5 separate regions of the Mus musculus genome follow, and regions 2, 3, 4 and 5 are each linked to region 1. The links are chromatin contacts, called in public HiChIP or PLAC-seq and promoter capture Hi-C maps. All regions are on one chromosome and are shown on one strand. The core of a region is the stretch at or near the end of the contact, and the rest is flanking DNA. Distances in the headings are between cores, read along the strand shown. Region 1 holds the start of Rnf139 (ring finger protein 139). Region 2 overlaps Nsmce2 (NSE2/MMS21 homolog, SMC5-SMC6 complex SUMO ligase). Region 3 overlaps Washc5 (WASH complex subunit 5). Region 4 overlaps Gm36617 (a long non-coding RNA gene). Region 5 overlaps Fer1l6 (fer-1-like 6 (C. elegans)).

The links. Promoter capture Hi-C pulls out the DNA fragments that hold promoters and counts their contacts. HiChIP or PLAC-seq counts read pairs in DNA pulled down with a chosen protein or histone mark.
Region 2: a promoter capture Hi-C map of pre-B cells shows a contact between it and region 1. The contact joins the enhancer-like site here to the promoter of Rnf139 in region 1. A contact is called at or near these places in 6 of 39 promoter capture datasets (the C10 cell line, embryonic stem cells, liver and 2 more), 2 of 484 Hi-C or Micro-C datasets (pre-B cells and pro-B cells) and 4 of 115 datasets of contacts at active chromatin or transcription factors (embryonic stem cells, large pre-B cells, pro-B cells and 1 more).
Region 3: a promoter capture Hi-C map of 3T3-L1-derived adipocytes shows a contact between it and region 1, with 2.9 times the contacts expected there. The contact joins the enhancer-like site here to the promoter of Rnf139 in region 1. A contact is called at or near these places in 14 of 39 promoter capture datasets (the 3T3-L1 cell line, 3T3-L1-derived adipocytes, the C10 cell line and 9 more), 2 of 484 Hi-C or Micro-C datasets (the G1E-ER4 cell line and bone marrow-derived macrophages), 12 of 115 datasets of contacts at active chromatin or transcription factors (bone marrow-derived macrophages, embryonic forebrain, embryonic hindbrain and 5 more) and 2 of 9 other capture datasets (embryonic stem cells and liver).
Region 4: a contact with region 1 is called in a promoter capture Hi-C map of pre-B cells, with 2.6 times the contacts expected there. The contact joins the enhancer-like site here to the promoter of Rnf139 in region 1. A contact is called at or near these places in 4 of 39 promoter capture datasets (the C10 cell line, embryonic stem cells, pre-B cells and 1 more), 5 of 115 datasets of contacts at active chromatin or transcription factors (embryonic limb bud, embryonic stem cells, large pre-B cells and 1 more) and 1 of 9 other capture datasets (liver).
Region 5: an H3K4me3 HiChIP or PLAC-seq map of bone marrow-derived macrophages shows a contact between it and region 1, with 5 times the contacts expected there. The contact joins the enhancer-like site here to the promoter of Rnf139 in region 1. A contact is called at or near these places in 2 of 39 promoter capture datasets (the C10 cell line and cranial neural crest), 1 of 484 Hi-C or Micro-C datasets (bone marrow-derived macrophages), 11 of 115 datasets of contacts at active chromatin or transcription factors (the SCID.adh cell line, T-cell acute lymphoblastic leukemia, bone marrow-derived macrophages and 6 more) and 2 of 9 other capture datasets (embryonic stem cells and pancreatic islet).

Annotation. Positions count from the first base shown.
Region 1 is chr15:58,887,501-58,890,840 of GRCm38.p6, forward strand. It overlaps Rnf139 (ring finger protein 139), which reads left to right and starts at 1,729. Exons shown (of 2, transcript NM_175226.4): 1 at 1,729-1,994. The coding sequence starts at 1,814. It also overlaps a transcript of Tatdn1 not described here.
Region 2 is chr15:59,392,482-59,395,821 of GRCm38.p6, forward strand. The region is part of intron 2 of Nsmce2 (NSE2/MMS21 homolog, SMC5-SMC6 complex SUMO ligase); the gene reads left to right. Among named protein-coding and RNA genes, the nearest start is that of Nsmce2, 20 kb to the left of the region's middle. Within about 2 kb of position 1,625, at least 33 of the 459 cell types and tissues checked have an H3K27ac peak or open chromatin away from gene starts, as enhancers often do. A contact at or near this core is called in pre-B cells and pro-B cells, where this site is marked.
Region 3 is chr15:59,332,415-59,335,754 of GRCm38.p6, forward strand. Washc5 (WASH complex subunit 5) reads right to left here. Exons shown (of 29, transcript NM_153548.3): 27 at 2,674-2,827; 28 at 1,204-1,291. Among named protein-coding and RNA genes, the nearest start is that of Sqle, 19 kb to the left of the region's middle. Within about 2 kb of position 1,522, at least 27 of the 459 cell types and tissues checked have an H3K27ac peak or open chromatin away from gene starts, as enhancers often do. A contact at or near this core is called in 3T3-L1-derived adipocytes and trophoblast stem cells, where this site is marked.
Region 4 is chr15:59,262,417-59,265,756 of GRCm38.p6, forward strand. The region is part of intron 2 of Gm36617 (a long non-coding RNA gene); the gene reads left to right. Among named protein-coding and RNA genes, the nearest start is that of Gm36617, 18 kb to the left of the region's middle. Within about 2 kb of position 1,470, at least 104 of the 459 cell types and tissues checked have an H3K27ac peak or open chromatin away from gene starts, as enhancers often do. A contact at or near this core is called in liver, pre-B cells and pro-B cells, where this site is marked.
Region 5 is chr15:58,553,088-58,556,427 of GRCm38.p6, forward strand. It overlaps Fer1l6 (fer-1-like 6 (C. elegans)), which reads left to right. Exons shown (of 41, transcript NM_001370912.1): 6 at 569-631. Among named protein-coding and RNA genes, the nearest start is that of Gm36451, 42 kb to the right of the region's middle. Within about 2 kb of position 1,729, at least 28 of the 459 cell types and tissues checked have an H3K27ac peak or open chromatin away from gene starts, as enhancers often do. A contact at or near this core is called in bone marrow-derived macrophages and pancreatic cancer cells, where this site is marked.

The DNA of each region.
Region 1 (3,340 bases), core at 479-2,978:
GGACGTTGTCATAGCCACAAGGTTAGTCTCTAGCCATGCAGTTTAGGAAAGTTACCCAGAGTTTCTAGAGTAGATCTGAAAAGGTAACCATCTGGTGGTCTTTTAAAAAATAAAATAAACCAGAGAAAGGTCTTGAGTTAGGATGGTGACAGCGGCTATAGGAAGGATAGGACTCAGTTACAGAATTTGGCTGTGGGTGAAAGAAGCAAAACAAACCGAAGTTTTAAGCTTTAAGATACCATTAGGTTCAAACTCTGGTTTTGATTCTTGTTGGTCTGGGGCATACACAGTCCCACCTGTTAGCACCTTTGTGATCTTGCAATTCGTTTTATCTAAACCAGTCTCAACCTTGATAAAACAGGTAGAGCAAATGCCTATCGTAATAGCTGATATAGAGGCTTTGGTAAAAGAAAACCGGGGCCTACAGTGCCTCGTATACAGATGGAAGAGGGGAAAGTGAGCAAACAAAGCCCAAACCACAAAACTGGGTGGAGGTGCCATCTTCCTGCTCCAAACACCTTCCCCCAAAAGGGTTCTGTTAAAGTCTGATAATTTTATTTACAGACCTCCTCCCTGTGCGGGTGTGGGGTGGAGTGGGAAGGGAGGTCCAACTTCTAGAGTCCTGCTGTAAACTGGCTTGTGCGCTTTGAGCTAGGAGCCCAAGTCAACCAGGCTTCCTGGTTTGCGATTTTGTGTTCCTTAAACCAAAACAGCTAAGTCTACAGTTCAGCCTCTGACCTTACTCTCTTCCTTTGCTGGAGAAGGAACAGAGAAACAACAGCCAGGTCATACCAATTCCACTGATAGGCAAGAAAGAGCGGCGAAAGAATGCGCTCAACTCTGATTAAGGATTTATCCAGGACAAGGATAAATCAAAGACCTCAGAGAGTTCTGGGTTCTTGCTCGTAAGTCAGGCTCCGAAGCCATTAATAAAATGTGCATGACCGTCCACGGGGACAGGGAGGGAGATGTGTAAACAGATGCGAGTGTGTTTTTCTTGGCAACACCTAACAACTCAAGGCCAGTGCCAAGTCTGGCTGGGATCGCCCTGTGCAGCCTCGCAGGTTATTTCCCCTGCCATTCCTCAGGCCTGGCCTCTGGGTGGGGAGAGGCAGGTAGGCAGGGCGGCGTCCTCCAGCTTTTCATCTCCCAAGCAGGACGAGGCGAGTTCAAGGGACACTCACTGGGCTCTACTAGACATTTAACACTGTCGGTGCGCAGTAGCCCAGCATCCCACGCTCGGGGCACGCCAACACCGAGGGGCAGCCACTCACAGGCGCTCGGGCGCTGGGACGCGGCGGGCCGGCGACGCGAGCGCCACCCCGCGGCGAGGCGAGGCGAGGCTAGGCGAGCCGAAGCGGGCGGGGACCATGGCAACGCTCGAGGCTCGCCGGGCCCCGCGTGCTGACGCTGCGCGGCGCGCCGGATTGTGACGCAGGGCCGCGGCGCCGGCTCCGCGTTCTCGAGTGACCGCGGGCGCCGCCTCGGGGGCCTCGCAACGGCAGCAACGGCCGAGGCAGGCGGGGTCAAGATGGTGGCTCCGCTGGCGGGGGAGGCGCTGGAGGGAGGAGGAGCCAGACCCTAGCCGGCCGGAAACACCGACGCCCCGAGGCCTCCCGGCAGCCGCTGCCGCCGCCCCCTGCTCCACCGAGGGACGCGAGCGGGCGGCGGGGCGGGCCGGGCCGGGACACAGGACAGGAGGCGGCCGGGGGCGGAGCCACTTTCGTCGGCGCCCGCCCCGGCCGCGGCCCCGGGCCTCCCCCGCGCCGCCCTGCCTGGCCCGGCCCGCCCAGCCCCGGTGTGGCAGCGGCTCATGGCGGCGGTGGGGCCCCCGCAGCAGCAGGTGCGGATGGCCCAGCAGCAGGTCTGGGCGGCGCTCGAAGTGGCGCTCCGGGTGCCCTGCCTCTACATCATCGACGCCATCTTCAACTCCTACTACGATTCCAGCCAAAGCCGGTTCTGCATCGGGCTTCAGATCTTTCTCCGGCTCCTTGGTAAGGACGGCGTAGGGCTAGCCCGCTGGCCGAGGCGTGCCCTCTCCCAGGCCGACGGGAACGGCAGGGCACTGGTGGCACGCGGCTTGGGGAACCACGGTCTGGTTCCCCAGAGGGCCTTTTGGCGGGGGTGCGGGGACCCGTGGTACTCGTGCCAGCGTTGACAGCTGAGTGGTGCTGGCGGGTCTGTGCCCTGCTCGGTTGGCACCTGGATGGGCGAGGAGAAAGCACGGCTGTGTGAGCATGCGGCTGTCTGTCTGCTGTTTCTCTTGGGGAATGACTGCTGGCTTCCAGCGTCCTATGCGACAGCCCTGGAAAAACAGCTCTCCGGGTCTCGCCGTGTGTGACCTTGGACTTGAGCCAGAGCTTGAGCCCCCTGTCTACCCATTTCACAGTGCAGAATACGTTGTCACTTCTGTGTCTTGGAGTCCACCGGATCGTGAAGTACTTGAGGTAAATGGCCACTCAAGCCATGAATGTCAGTCCTTGAAACCATTTCCAAAAGTCACCGCGAGGAAGGTTATACTTACAACGAACCCCTAAACTCTTTCTATGAGTAAATAATAAGGTGTTGGATGTGACTATGAAAGCTTACCATCCCAGGGTGATGAGACATCTGTGGGAGACTAGAAAGATCAGTCTTCATTTCATATGGATTGAGTGCTAAAAGTATTTTATATTTCACTTTCTATTTCTCTCTGTGCTACATACCAGAAGTGAGAAACACATAAAGAGATCTTTTCCAGATAATTACAGCTTGGCAGGTTTTGTTGATGAGATCATTACGATGAGTTTTTAGGTGGGTTCTTGCTATTGAAAGGTTGGGGGTGCGGGTACCTGGTAGTGAGGTCCTGACCAAGACCTTGAGAAGTGCGAGCGCCTCTGCTGCCTTATTCTCCCAGAAAAGGAGCGTCAATAAAGAAGCAGTTTTGTTCTTGGCAGTAACTCTTCTACATTTGTCTGCTAGAAAGCATTCTCACAGGTTTTACCTAATCCGTCGGTCACTCCTCAAAGGTGGATCGTGTTATTTAGACTTTACAGGTGAGGAAATGAGGTTGGAGAAGTTAGGTGTTTGGTTTCTGGTGCACAGCTGGTGTTTGCCAGAGCGTTAGAAAGGCTTCTGGTGTTCAGGGATGGTTCCCTTTTGTTCTTCCTCAGTGTGCGGAGATGCAGTACCCAGCGCTGTGACCCCGCAGTGCTCACCTTAAAGTTAACAAGAAAGAAAAAGTGGTGGTGATACTCTTCAAGCACAGGGCTTAGTGTCATCTACTGGGGATACAAGTTAGTCGTTCTGCTCTTCTTTATTAAAGCCACTTCCACCATTCTCTGTGTTCGAGAGGAGTCTG
Region 2 (3,340 bases), core at 375-2,874, 500 kb after region 1:
TTGCTTTGTGATTTTTTACTGACAGGGTCTTACCATGTAACCCAGGCTCGCCTCAAAGTTACTACCCTCCTACCTCATCCTCCAGAAGGCTGAGATTACAGGAATCCATAAGCACACCTGGTTTCGTATTCATGGCAGTTATTTTGTGTCTGGTCAAGAATAAGGCGAATAATTGAGGAGAAGGGGGTGCTAGCTGGGAAGTTATACTCACTGAGAAGTTCTTCATGGGCTCTCTGTAAGTGTGCATACCTGAGAGAGGAAGGTTGAGAGTATTTATTCAATTCTAAATTAATTACTGCCATTGTAAACTGGTGACGGCAGCAGTGACCACTTTAACCTGAAGATGAAGATTTCACTTTTCTTCTGGACTGCGTGTTAGGTTTTTGGGAGTGAGAAGAGAATGGTATTCAAGAAAGAGACGTATTGAGTTCAGTTGTCTTTAGGACAGGGTATTTATTAACAGCACAGCCTGTCCTGTGGTCCCACCCTGATGCCATAGCTTTAGTCCTGCCAGACAAAGGAAGGTGCCTATACTTAAAGGTTTCAGAGAGATGGGGGAAATCCTATACTGTGTGGAAGGAGGCCTCGTTAATATGTGACTTGAGCTAGATGACTCGGACCACAGTCAGGGTGTTTTAGATTGTGACTAGCATTGGGGAAGAGGCAGATTTGGCTCTGTGTGAGGGCTGTGTAAGGGCAACAACTTACAGGGCTGGCTCATTAGCTCTTAGCTATAGCATCTGCACCTGGAGACTCTGGGTTCTGATATAGTGCTTAGGCAAAGTACAACATGATACTGTACAGTACAGTACAGTACTGTAGAGTATCATATAAAACTTATTTAAATTGTTTATTTGAACTTGTTTGGTTTTCATTATTAGGTAATTGTTAATTTTTTAAAAAATTGATTGATCACCAATTACTTCTTGGCCCATGCTTTGAAAAGGTTAATTAGCAGCTACGGCAAATAAGAATAAATGCAAAGATTGGGAAAGCTACGTGGTAGTAAGCAAGGTATTTCTAATTAGTAGATTATTGGTATGTGTGACAGAAAAAAGAATCAGACCTCTTCCTTTACGACAGAACCCCGGTCTATATGTCAGGATGCACACATCTCTTACAAAAGATGTATAGGTGATCTATGATTAACAATTATTTGTATGCATGAGTGAGTATGAACATGGGTAAGTGCATGTGCAGTGTTCCAGAAAGAACACTGGCCCCTCTGGAGCTCTGTGAGGTGATTGTCAGCTGTGTAATGTGCGTGCTGGGAACCAAACTTAGGACCTCTGCAGGAGCAGTGTGTGCTCTTACCCACGGAGCAACCCCCTCTCTAGACTCTGTATTTATGCATCTCAGTTATCAATAGCTATCTCAATAGATTGTCCATGTTTGATCATTTCTTTCCCCATGACCACAGACAGCACTTGGCACTTCCTCTCCAAATAGGCCGTCCATCTGTGCAAAACTGCTGACCAGCGCTTACAGGACTGTGGTGTCACTGGCTACATCCTTCCATATGCACCCTAGTCATAGAGACCTCCTCAAGGGGCCCTGTGTGTGCTCTGTGGACTTCCTTTTCCTCTCCCTGAGGTGTCCTCTCCCTTCTGAGTGCTGGTGGTATGCCTGTTGGTCACGCTCGGCTGAGGTTCAGTGCCACATCTTTCTTCTTTGCTTCCTCTGTGTATGCTGTACACTTACTCAGCCGAGCAGCCGAGCACTTCTTTTCTCCGAGTTCTTTTCTCGTGCCCATTCACAGCACTAGACAGACAGGGAGGCTTGAAAAGGCCACTTAGTTATGTTCAGTTTTGCATGTTTTGGCGTTGTGTTCCAAAGTATATTTTGTACTAGACTCAGCTGAGGAGTACCTGTAAACAACCTACAAACAGATGCTGGTTGGTCAGCAGTGAACTGGGCTTGGTTGATTCCTGTTCTAGATGAACATTTTTCTGTTATAGTCTCTTCTCATATCTGTAACAGATTAAAATTTTGTAGACTGAAAATATAAAATAGTTTTGGAGAGAATAGCAGAAATGTTCCTATGGACCAGCAGAATGGCTGGATGCACTGGCCATGAAGCCGGACACCTGAGTTTATCTCTGGAAACCCCATTGTGGAAGGAGGGAACTGGTTCCAACAAGTTGTCCTCTGACATCCACATGTGCAATCCTCCCTCCACCCCCCACAGTTGTTTTTACAAAGAAATGATTTTTCCATGTTCATATGTATGATTTACTGGTCGGTTAATTTCTAGTAGAAATTATTTTTTACAAAGAGCATTATAGCTGCTGCCATGCCATAGATTACTGACAAATCTTACTTTTGAAGTTAATTTAGATTCAGGTATATTTATACTGAAGCTTATGTGTGTTAATGCTTTATTTTGCAAAAACCTGCTACATGTCTGTAGTTTCACTCTTATTTGTTTACTCTCTATCTGGCAAGGGCTATTCTAGTAATATAAAGTAATTCCACTGCTTTTAGACCTTATTCCAGACTTATTCTCTCTTAACAGTTTGATGAAAATAACCTGACATTGATGGAAGAGATAGCTAAAGTCAGAGGGGTAAAGTGGCTTGCCTGAAGCCACAGAGTACGTTCATATTCCATTAGCTTCTGTTGTGCTGAATTGAATGTATGTATAACAAATTCACACACATGTATGTGTGTATATATCAGCTTGCTCTTTATTAATCCTAATTGCCTTTGTATAAACAGTTAAGTTAGTAAATAATAAATTTATAAATATGGTATGTAGATTCTTTTTTGAAGAAATTTTATGGGCAGAGTGTTTGTTTAAAATTTGTTTTAATGGAATTTTCCATAAGCTTAATTGTCTTAATTAGGGTTTTATTGCTGTGAAGAGACACCGGACCATGGCAACTCTTATGAAGGAAGACATTTAGTTGGGACTGGCTTCCAGTTTTAGAAGCTTAGTCCATTACTGTCATGGCAGGAAAAATGGCAGTGTGCAGCGGACATGGTGCTGGAGAAAGAGTTGAGAGTTCTACATCCAGATTTGCAAGCAGCAGGAAGTGTATTGATCTATTAGACCTAGCTTGAGCCTCTAAGACCTCAGCCCCACCCCCAGCAACACAACTTCTTCAAGACCACACCTACTTCAAGGCCACACCTCCTAATAATGCCACTCCCTATAGGCCATGCATTCAAACACATGCATGTATGGGGCCATTCTTTATTATTATTTTTTTATTAGATATTTTCTTTATTTACATTTCAAATGTTATCCCCTTTCCTAATTTCCTCTCCAAAAATCCCCTTTCCTCTCCCCTGTTCCCCTGCTCCCCAACCCACCCACTCCTGCTTCCTGGCATAGGCA
Region 3 (3,340 bases), core at 272-2,771, 440 kb after region 1:
TACAGAGGGAATTCAAGAGGTGAAAATGTCTGTTGGAGGAAGGTGAAGCACTGGAAGGAGCTGAGGCGCATAGGGAAACGAGACAACCCTTTCATTGCTGGTAGCTGGTTTTAATGTTTCCTTACTGTGCACATGACAACACCTGAGGGGGGAGGCCCACTGCCTCTACAAGCAGGCTTTGCTCCCAATGGCACTAGGATCTGGGAGTATGCCAACGAGAGACAAAGGAGAAACCCAGAGGCCAGAGGAAAACAGGAAGGTCTGGAAAGGCCTGCATTCCTTAACTGCTTTGAGGAGGAGGAAAAGGAGGAGGAGGAGGAGGGTGGCATGGAGGTGAGGTGGGGGAATGGAACAGGTGATCTCTGTGAGCTAGAGAAACATTTGCAAAACACTGTGTGTGTGTGTGAGAGAGAGAGAGGAGAGAGAGAGAGGGAAGAGACAGAATGTGCATAAATATTGTATTAAAGACATTTAAAGAGAGACTTAATCATGAGATAGGAGACCAGAAACAAGACAAGAAGACTGGATTCAGCTCATCATGGGAAAGGCTGATGGACCTTGCAATCTCATGATACTTTTGCAAAATCTAGGTATACCCTTGTACATGGATTAGGAAACATCGGCATGCTTTTGTATTGTGTATGTTAATCTCTAGCAAGTAAATTCCTACCAGTGCATTTCTGGGACTCTGGGGTGATTACACCATTGAAGCTTTAAAGCACAAAGCTAAATTCCCCTTAAAGACAGAGGTTGCTATTTTCCCATTCACATCATGGAGAATAAACTCTTCCAAACCCAGAGCCCAGAGCCCAGAGCCCCATGTCTCTCACTTGGGAGTCTAGCTTGGTTTGCACCTGGATATAAGTAGGGCCGAGCCTTCCCCAAATGCTTATCCTGCTTGTACTTTACTAAAACTGCCTGTTAATATCTACCCATCTCCCTTCTGAACACAACAGTATCAAGGAAATGTCCACTTTTTTTGGTTTATAGTTAATAGTTCCTGTTTCACCTCTCTCTTGTTTTTTGTGTTTTTCGAGAAAGGGTTTCTCTGTGTAGCCCTGGCTGTCCTGGAACTCACTCACAGGAAGACCTGTGCAGCGGACGTCAGGGCGCAGCCGTGGAGGGCTGAGGCAGCCTACAGGACTTCTTTTCTAACAGCTTTGGGTATGTCATCACTGTCATCGTTTCCTGTCGAGGGCTTACCCTTCGGGGGAGTTTTGTATACCGAACATAATCCTCCAGGAAGAGAAGGGCGCCCACAGCATCTGCAGGCATTTCAGGCATCTTCTGGCTGTAAAAGAAGTCTGGGTCAGCTAGCTGCTTTGTTATGTTAACACATCCTTCCTTGAGCAGTACACCAAGTCTAACAAACCCACAGGGCACCCTCTTGATTCCTATGAAGTAATTAACCTGCTCTTATTTAGGAACCAATCCTACAGGAAACAAGCTAACAAGGAGCTGGTAGGTAGGTCAGGGGTAAAGGCACCTGCCTCTAAGGGTGATGGCCTTGGCTCCATGCCCAGAACCTGTGAAGGAAGGAGAACTGGCTCCCTAAAGCCTGTCTTCTGACCTCCACATGCTTGCAGTGAGTGGAACATGTACATAATGTGTACACACACAGGCTAATAGGTGTAATTAGAGAAAAGCAAAGCCAATCGTAACCTCGCCTCTGGCTTATAACTTGGTCTTGCTGTCTGTCTAGAGTCTGGACAGACAGGTCTACACTCTAGAGTCATCTATCTCCCTTTGATGTCCTTCAGACTCCATGAGACAATCAATGCCTGTCAACGCCCACACATCCCCATCCTCTCGGCCTTCAGCTACATTTGTTTGCACACCCATTTGAAGTAAATGAGTAGCTGGGACTGGTGTAGCAGACCTGCAATCCCATCTACTCTGAAGGCAGATGCAGGAAAATTTCAAATACAATGTCCACCTGGGCTACAGACTAAATTCAGGGCCGGGCTGGGAAACAGTGAGACAATGTCTTGAGAAGCCAAAGGAGGGCTCAGCTTCAGAGCTCTTAGCTGATGCATACAAGGTCATAGCATAGCAGAATGATCTGCTATGTGGGCAAAAATAACCAAATGGCAATCCGCTAACTTCATGTTCAGCTAGGCTGACCCTTTCAGGCAGCACGGAGTGGAGCTGACACAGTGTCCTAGGGCCATGACTTTTGTTTGTTTTGTTCTATCCTAGAAACCCCACAAGTGAACAGAAGGGAGCATAGATAGCGCTTGCAGAAACTGAAGGTTTACGTTTTGTTCTCTAACAGCACCTTGCGATTCCTGTTTTGTTATACACCATTAACAAAGACTTGCCTGGCCATGAAACTGAGGTATCACTTCCTTCCATGTCTTAGAGGCAGAGGAGCAGGAATGAAGAGAGATGGAACCAGCATGGCAGAGGCACAGGTCTGCTTGCCTTCTCACCATGTCTCCTATCTCCACCAAGACCCAGGCTTACACAGCCCCGGCCAGAAGAACGACAGGGCATTTCCTGGCGGGGAGCACAGGAGGAGCACCTGGTGCTCGCTCCTTGTCCTGACTTGTTTGGAGACCTCAAGCATCATCGCCAGTCCTGTCAGGACAGTGATGAGAGGCATTTGTCCTGACAGGTCGCAGTCCCTCTTTGTGGCATTAAGTTCCACTATTTCTGACTGGCCCTCTGTACCTTGTGCACTGCTCCATTGTGGAGCGAATAAACTGGCCAATCAGTGCCAGGAATTGCTCGGTGTACCGGGAGTGGAACTGCTTCAGCAGCGTGAGCAGACCTAGGACGAGCGGTGGCCAGTCAACAGGGTCGGCAGGCTTCCGGCAGACCATGCCTGTGAGGGAACAAGTTACAATACCCAGTGAATTACTTGCTTTTGACAGTGTCCACTAAATATCAGCCCTCATCAATATCATCACTGCTGGCAGGAGACTATTTTAAGGAAACAGTAGTTCTGGGCTACCTCTAAATCTAGCTGTGGGGTTGGTAGGACATTCTAACAGTCTAAAGACTTAGTTTTTATCATTACTGTTGATTTTGTTTTGCACTATTCATACCTCTATGGTAGAGATTTAAGATGTACATTAATGTGAATAAGAAAACAGAAATCACCTCCAATTGACATCAGTTAATGGCAGCATGGTATTCTAGATACCCAGAAGCATCTTACTCAGTAAACTCAGCTAAAATCTGGGTGAAATGCTTTAAACTTGTGTGTAACAACAGTTCTGAGTGTTGGTGAGGACAGAATCTGCTGAGGTCAACTGAGTGGAAGAAGGGTGGCACAGATGTGCCCCAACACCACGCTTTGGTTGCCCACTTGGAACTTGTGTAAAATCTTGCCTGC
Region 4 (3,340 bases), core at 220-2,719, 370 kb after region 1:
ACAGCATCTTCTTTACTCAGAGGGGCTAACGGCTATGCAAGCCAGGACTGTGTTAACAAGAAGCTGTCATCACAAGCACATTTTAGAAGGGACTATCCAGTTTCTAGGGCAAGGCAAGGAAAGAAGGATGGACCAGATGGACCACAATAGGAGGTGACTGCGGGGATCCAGGTGCCAGGTGATGGTGGCCCCATGGAAAGCACTGGGAAAGCATTAAGCAGGAGAGACCAAAGAGCCATCAGAATAGCAAGTGGGAGTGGTGAGGGAGGAGGAGGGATCAGAGAGCATGGAGAGATGACATAGGAGTCCCAGAAAATCATCTACACAGCCAGGGAAATGCACCAGGGGGACAGAAGCAGGCTAAGAGAACCGCTGGCCACAGAGGCCAGAGAGGAGAGGACAGCCTAGCCATTGCAGTCGCTGAGAAGATCTTGTCAAAAATGTAGACAAGCTGGGCAGAGGTCTCTCCTCACAAGCAGAGTAGGAAGCATCTCTCAAATTCTTGGCTGTAGCTTCCATTAACGACAGTGGATCTCTTATAAATTAAGCTCCTCCCCCATACCCTCAAAGCAGTTGAAAAGTCAAAAGAATAGTAAGATCCCACCACTGAAGATAATCTTCTAGCTGTCCTCATTGTTTTGAACAAGACCTCTTTCACATTGGAAATGGAAAACCGTGTTGTTGCCTGCATACCATGGGCTTTCACCCCTCACCAAGGACAGGTCAACACCCTCAGTACAACATGACCTCCCCTCCCCCCCCCACCCCCCCCACCCCTCACCCCCCCCCCCGCTCTACTACCCGTCCTCCAGCCTGAACACCAAACCCTCTTCTTCTATCTTCTCTTCCTCACTGGCACCAGATCGCCCTGGAACTTGCAAGTCTTTCTCCAATTATATCCCAGAACAAGAGCAATGAGATGAGATTCTTGCCTCATTTCTGACCTTTTGAGGGGCTTTTATTTTTTTTACTACTCCACCTGGATGCTTCCCACCCTCTATCAGCATATACGCATCATGGGCACTTCCTGGAAGGCTGTGGAGAAGAAAGCATCGTGGTAATTAAGGAGCCAACTTTTCCTGTCCAATTACCATGCCTAGAAAGCAACAGAAGCCCAACCTGAATGGAGAGGCTCTTGCCGGCTGCTGGATAGCCCGAGTCTCCACCCAGTGGAGGACGTCCTTCTTTGGAGGCCAGCAGTCTGCTTGTGGTTGGGTGATCAGCAGCTGCTTCCTGTTTGCTTCCGTGCTGTCTTTGGAGGCATTGCTATCTAAAATTGTGTGAGAAATAGAAACTCTGGCCTGTGAGGACCCTTTTCTATGAAATAAGTTCCTAGGAATGACCCTCCTGATTCAAGTAAATGGCCTCACAGTGATTTTGATTGCACGAGCCTCTGGCACAATTGCCTTGTCACTCTCTCTTGCCTCGCATGACAGTTTTCATGCCTCCTCCTCTATGTTGCTAACATCTGGGGCCAGATTAATCCTTTATGTGGGCAGGGGAGAGGGCGGCTGACTGTCGAATGCATTGTAGGATGTGTGGTTGCACCTTGCGTCTGTACCCACAAAATGTCAGAGGCACCCTTCTCCCATTCAATGGTGACCATCCCAAATGTCTCTTAAAGATTGCCAGATGTCCTCTGGAGGGGTGTGTGTGTTCGTGCAGATGGGGAACTCTCAGGGGAAGACAACTGTCTAGTTCAGCTCTTTATTCTCTTCTAATGTTTTGCAGACTTCTTGGCATAAGGCCCGGGTGTCCAGTGAGGGACGAGAATGTGAATCACACTCTGTTTGGCAGTGGACATTTAAAAAACTTCTCTAGATGGTCACTGTATGGAAACTCCCTCTATAATCTTTTCCTCTGGGTCACATTCAAGTTGTGGAGCAAGCTCTGCTGCTTCTCTACCTCTGGGGAGACTCTGTGACCCAACTTTTCTATCTCAATTTCCATGGAGGTCAATGGATTTGAAAGCAAGATTTTCCTGGGGACTAAGAAATGGTCCCCAGATGCTTGAGTAAAATATAAGGGAAGTATCAATGGGTCTTTGGGGATGTTAGGGGAGCAGAAGCTCAACTATGACAGGAGATCCACTGGGCAAGGCCTTGGGTGGTTCGGAAATAGCAGAGACTTGCCAGGCTGAGATAACAGATGTCTAAGTGGATAGAGGACTCAGGGCCAGCAAGACTCTGGAAACCTGGACATTGACTAAGTTCTCAGGTCCTTGGCGCAGACTGGACATCGTGGGGGAAATAGAATCTTCAAGATTGACTGAGATACTGTTAAAGCTTGGAGTGTAGATTAAGTTGCTTTGTTGGTTTCTGGCATACCTGACTTCTGACTTGGGATTGGTACCATGGCAAGTACAAAGTGCTAACTAAATCAATAGTAGCTAGTATTTATTGAGTGCTTATTATGTACCAGACACTGTTCTTTCAGTTTTTGATGAATTTTCTCCTTTGATCTTCACAAAGTTCCCATGAGTAGGTCCCATTGATTGTAATCTCTTGAGTTAAAAATAAGGAACTGAAGACATATTCTCAAGGTGGTAGATGCAAGACAGTAAGAATCACAACCACGGAGCACCCACTCTGAGCCAAATACTGTTTGATACTTTGCAGGCACTGATTTATTTAATTCTCACAACAACCTATTGAAAGAGGTACTATTGCCAGGTGTGGTAGTGCACACCTTTAATCCCAGCACTCGGGAGGCAGAGGCAGGCAGATTTCTGAGTTCGAGGCCAGCCTGGTCTACAGAGTGAGTTCCAGGACAGCCAGGGCTACACAGAGAAACCCTGTCTCGAAAGAAAAGAAAAAGGGAAGAAAGAAAGAAAGAAAGAAAGAAAGAAAGAAAGAAAGAAAGAAAGAAAGAAAGAAAGAAAGAAAGAGAAAAAGAAAGAAAGAAAGAGGTACTATTACCAAGTCAATTTTACAGATAAGAGAACCAAAGATGAATTTTACAGAAAGTGAACCACAGAGGAATTTTACCCAAGAGCCACAGCTTGTACATGATAGGTTTGGACTTTGAACTTAGAGAGCTTGGCTGCAGAGTCTGTGTCATCTTGCTGGTAAGCCAAGCTTTTGAGACTCCAGGACCCCCTGTCTTCTCCACGCTCTCTAACATGAGCCACACAGTAGCTGCACATTAGTAGTGCCGGGAGCTAGAGTGACTTCTTCACAGACAAAGCTGTGAGTTGTTGACTCTGCTTTGCGTTTGCATCAAACAAGGAGACTAAGACCAGTTTCCCCATCTGGAAGGTCATTAGCTCTCTATACAAGAGAAGTAACATTGCTCAAACAAGAACTGATGACTAAGGCTAGGAAGGTCATTAGCTCTCTAT
Region 5 (3,340 bases), core at 479-2,978, 330 kb before region 1:
ATGCCCCCACTAGGTTTGGATTTGTGAACCTTGGTCATCACTCAGGGTCATTGTCTGGAGAGGTTCAGGAAGTGCAGCCTCGCAGGAAGGAAATATGTCCAGGAGGCGGGCTTGGAGATACAAAACCCAGTGCACTTCTGGCTTGTTGTTGACACAGAAGCCCTCTGCTTTCTGCTCCAGAGCCAAGCCTCCCCACAAAGGCAGGTCCTTGTCCCCCTCAAACTATAAGCCAAAATAAACTTGATTTTCTATAAGTTGCCTTGGTCCTGGCATTTTATCATAACAATAGAAAAATAACAAATACAGCTTAATAGTCCCTCAAGGGAGAAAACCTAATACTATTAAAATTTTACATGCACATAATCCATGATCCAAAAATACTACTTATATCTATTTTAGAGGAATACTTATCCTATGCAAGAATGTAGTTGCTGGCATTTTATGTATAATATGTAAAATAATATGTAAAACAACTGAAAACAACTTAAAGGATCTAACTCATTCCAAGAGCAAGGTTCTTAGAGGTAAGCTAAGGGTTGGTGACCAAGATGAACTTCATGTTTTACAGTACTTTGTCTTTGATTTCATCGGACCCCAAGTGCATCTTTTCGACAAGATCATCAAAATTTCAGTAAGTATAGCATGGCAGATGGTGGTACTGGGAGAAAGCAGGAGAGACCCTAGACACTGGAACTCTCTGGGACAGCTCAGCATGGTTAGGGATGCCTGGGTTCAAGGGGATGTGTATAGGTTGGTGACCATGGAAGAATCGGGCTAAAGCTGAAAAATCCCCAATATGGAGGACTTTAGGACACAGAGCCATCTCAAGGGAATCTGCACTTCTTGGAAGCAAGAGGTAAACTACAGTAAGCATTTGTTAAGAGGATGTGGGAATAATGGAACATATGCTACAGATGACATCTTAATTGGCTGCCATTTTTCAGTTGTTTCTTAAAAATCAAGTTAATGTTGTTTTTCTCTTGGGGTGATATCTACCCTAATTAATCACAACCATCTTTTCCTCTAGTCAGTGACAAATAGAGAAACAGGAATAGAAACTGGGGACAGTTTGCATATGTCAGTCTTGTCACTGATAACACCCAGCGGGCAGAGAAAATGAGCATTTCAGCATTCTTAAAAGTTGCCTCTGAGTGTGGACCTCGGGACCTTTCCAAGGGAGAATTTTGATCTGCTAGACAGATCTTTCTCAGCCTATCCAGGGAGGGAAGGTTAACCACAGATCCAGACTGAAGAGTTGAAACAGTGGGAGCTCCTTGTGTTTGCTGGGGTATGGCCATGTACCTCGTTCATGAGTGGCAGGAATGGAAAGGGAAAATATAAATGCTGAAGTCATATTGTCCTAAGTGAGAGCAGAAGTGGCCAACTGGGCCCATTGCCAACTGCACACTATTCAGGAGAGGGTCAGAGAACAATAGGTGGCAGATGGTGACATCTATTACTTTAATCTCAGAAAACAGCCACTTCTTCCATGAAGAGAGATTTGAGGCTGGGTGTAGGGCAGGGGTTTGAGAGTAATTAAATGCTTTGTTTTAAAGACTTCTTAAAGAACAGGACAGTGACTTTATGTTGGTAAAAGTGCACAGGGAATAAGGCAAGGGTTCCCTCAACAGTCACAGCAACTCTGATTTCCTTCCCTGTCCTGTTTTTCTCACCTTCTCACATATGTATGGATATGTTATATGACCTCTAACCTCAGCTGAATGTCATAGTCCTGTCTCAAGGCCAGGGTCCCAGTGGCATCATGATACAGTCCTTCCCAGGAGCATTAGAAGAATGTGACTCTTGAGAAAAGAAAAGCCACCAAGAACCCAACATTCTTAGCATCTGTTGCAGGCGTAATGACATGATGCAAAATATATTTTGGGAGCTGGGACAGCTCTCAGAACTTTGTGCTGTCACTCCATCTGCCACCTGATGAGAGTGGCTCTTAGAGCAGCTAAGTTCATCACCAGGTTAAGTCACATCGACAACAAGAGCCATGACTGTATGCGGGACACCTGGAACTTTAGACATTGGATCAAAGCTTGTCTGCATGTTTCATTCCTTCTCTGGGAGCAGACACTGGCTGTTCTTAAAAAACTCCTAGGGAGAGAGACCCGAAATTTTAAAGGAAACCCCCTCCCTCTAATGTTTAATTCAGCTTACTGCTAGTTCACAAATTGAAAGTCAGTGTGAATGAATGAATTCAGTGTTAAAGGGAGATGACTCATAGTTATGTATTCTCAATGCTTAGACAGTTATGAGTCCTTGTATTAACCACTGTCCACCACAGAATCTGACCAAGGCAGAGAGCAACTGCACAGATGTATATGTATAAATGTAGATATTTAGACAGTCATTTGACAGCACGGGGCATTTAGGAAAATAGCAATAGTAGGTTCTCTTCTAGGACCTATCACTTTCCTGTCCATGGGTTTTTTGACCATGTTTATATTACTAGGCATACATTTTCTCATGGAGAGCAGTCCTCAAATTGAATCAGAACGTGTTTGGCTACTCAGAGTCATGAGACTGTTACACATGTAAGAGCAAGCCAGTCAAAATTCCAGTGTGAATGGGAGAAGGCCTGGTGAGGCTCCACCCCAGCTGAGGAACTATTGGCAGATTTCTGGAGGGGGAGTGGCGTTACTCTTAGGAGGACAGCCACTGCTAGGTTGCCTATGTTCAAGTGGATAGCCCCAAAGCCAAGCACATATGGGCAGCATTAATTGGACTCGATAGGATCTTTAAAAAGGGGGTTGGGGACATGCATTTGGAAGGCATACATGTTAGAGGGTTCCAGGAAGAGTTGGGGGGGGGGAGAATGAGGGTGGATGTGATCAAAATATATTGTCTATTTGTATGAAATTCTCAAATAATAAATTAAGAATATTATTAAAAAGGTGTGATATGAGGTGACTGTAATTAGATGCTCTTGGGACAGCCACAGTATAATATTCCCTGATGGGACCATAGACTATTTTCCTTTAACAGTATCCCAAGGAACAGAACCCGATGACACCGTGTGTGGCACATCTCCAGGAGCCTAGTAATGTCCTAGTAGGCTTGGCTGGCACTCAGTCTCTAGGCAGACACCATAAAGAGATCTCCTGTGTGGTTGGAAGAATCATTTGAGAGTCTTTCATTTCATCTTCCACAGGGACTTTTACCTTGTGAAAGGAACTTGAGACAGGCCTTAGGGAGTCATGTTAGCCACAGAAAACAAGGCCGGTAACAGAGGCAGCTTTTTGTGTGCTGTCTTAAATAGCTCCTCTACTGCAGCCAAGCTGTCCTTGTTTCCCCTCTGTTCTCTGACACTGGAAAATCACAGCCAGAGAAT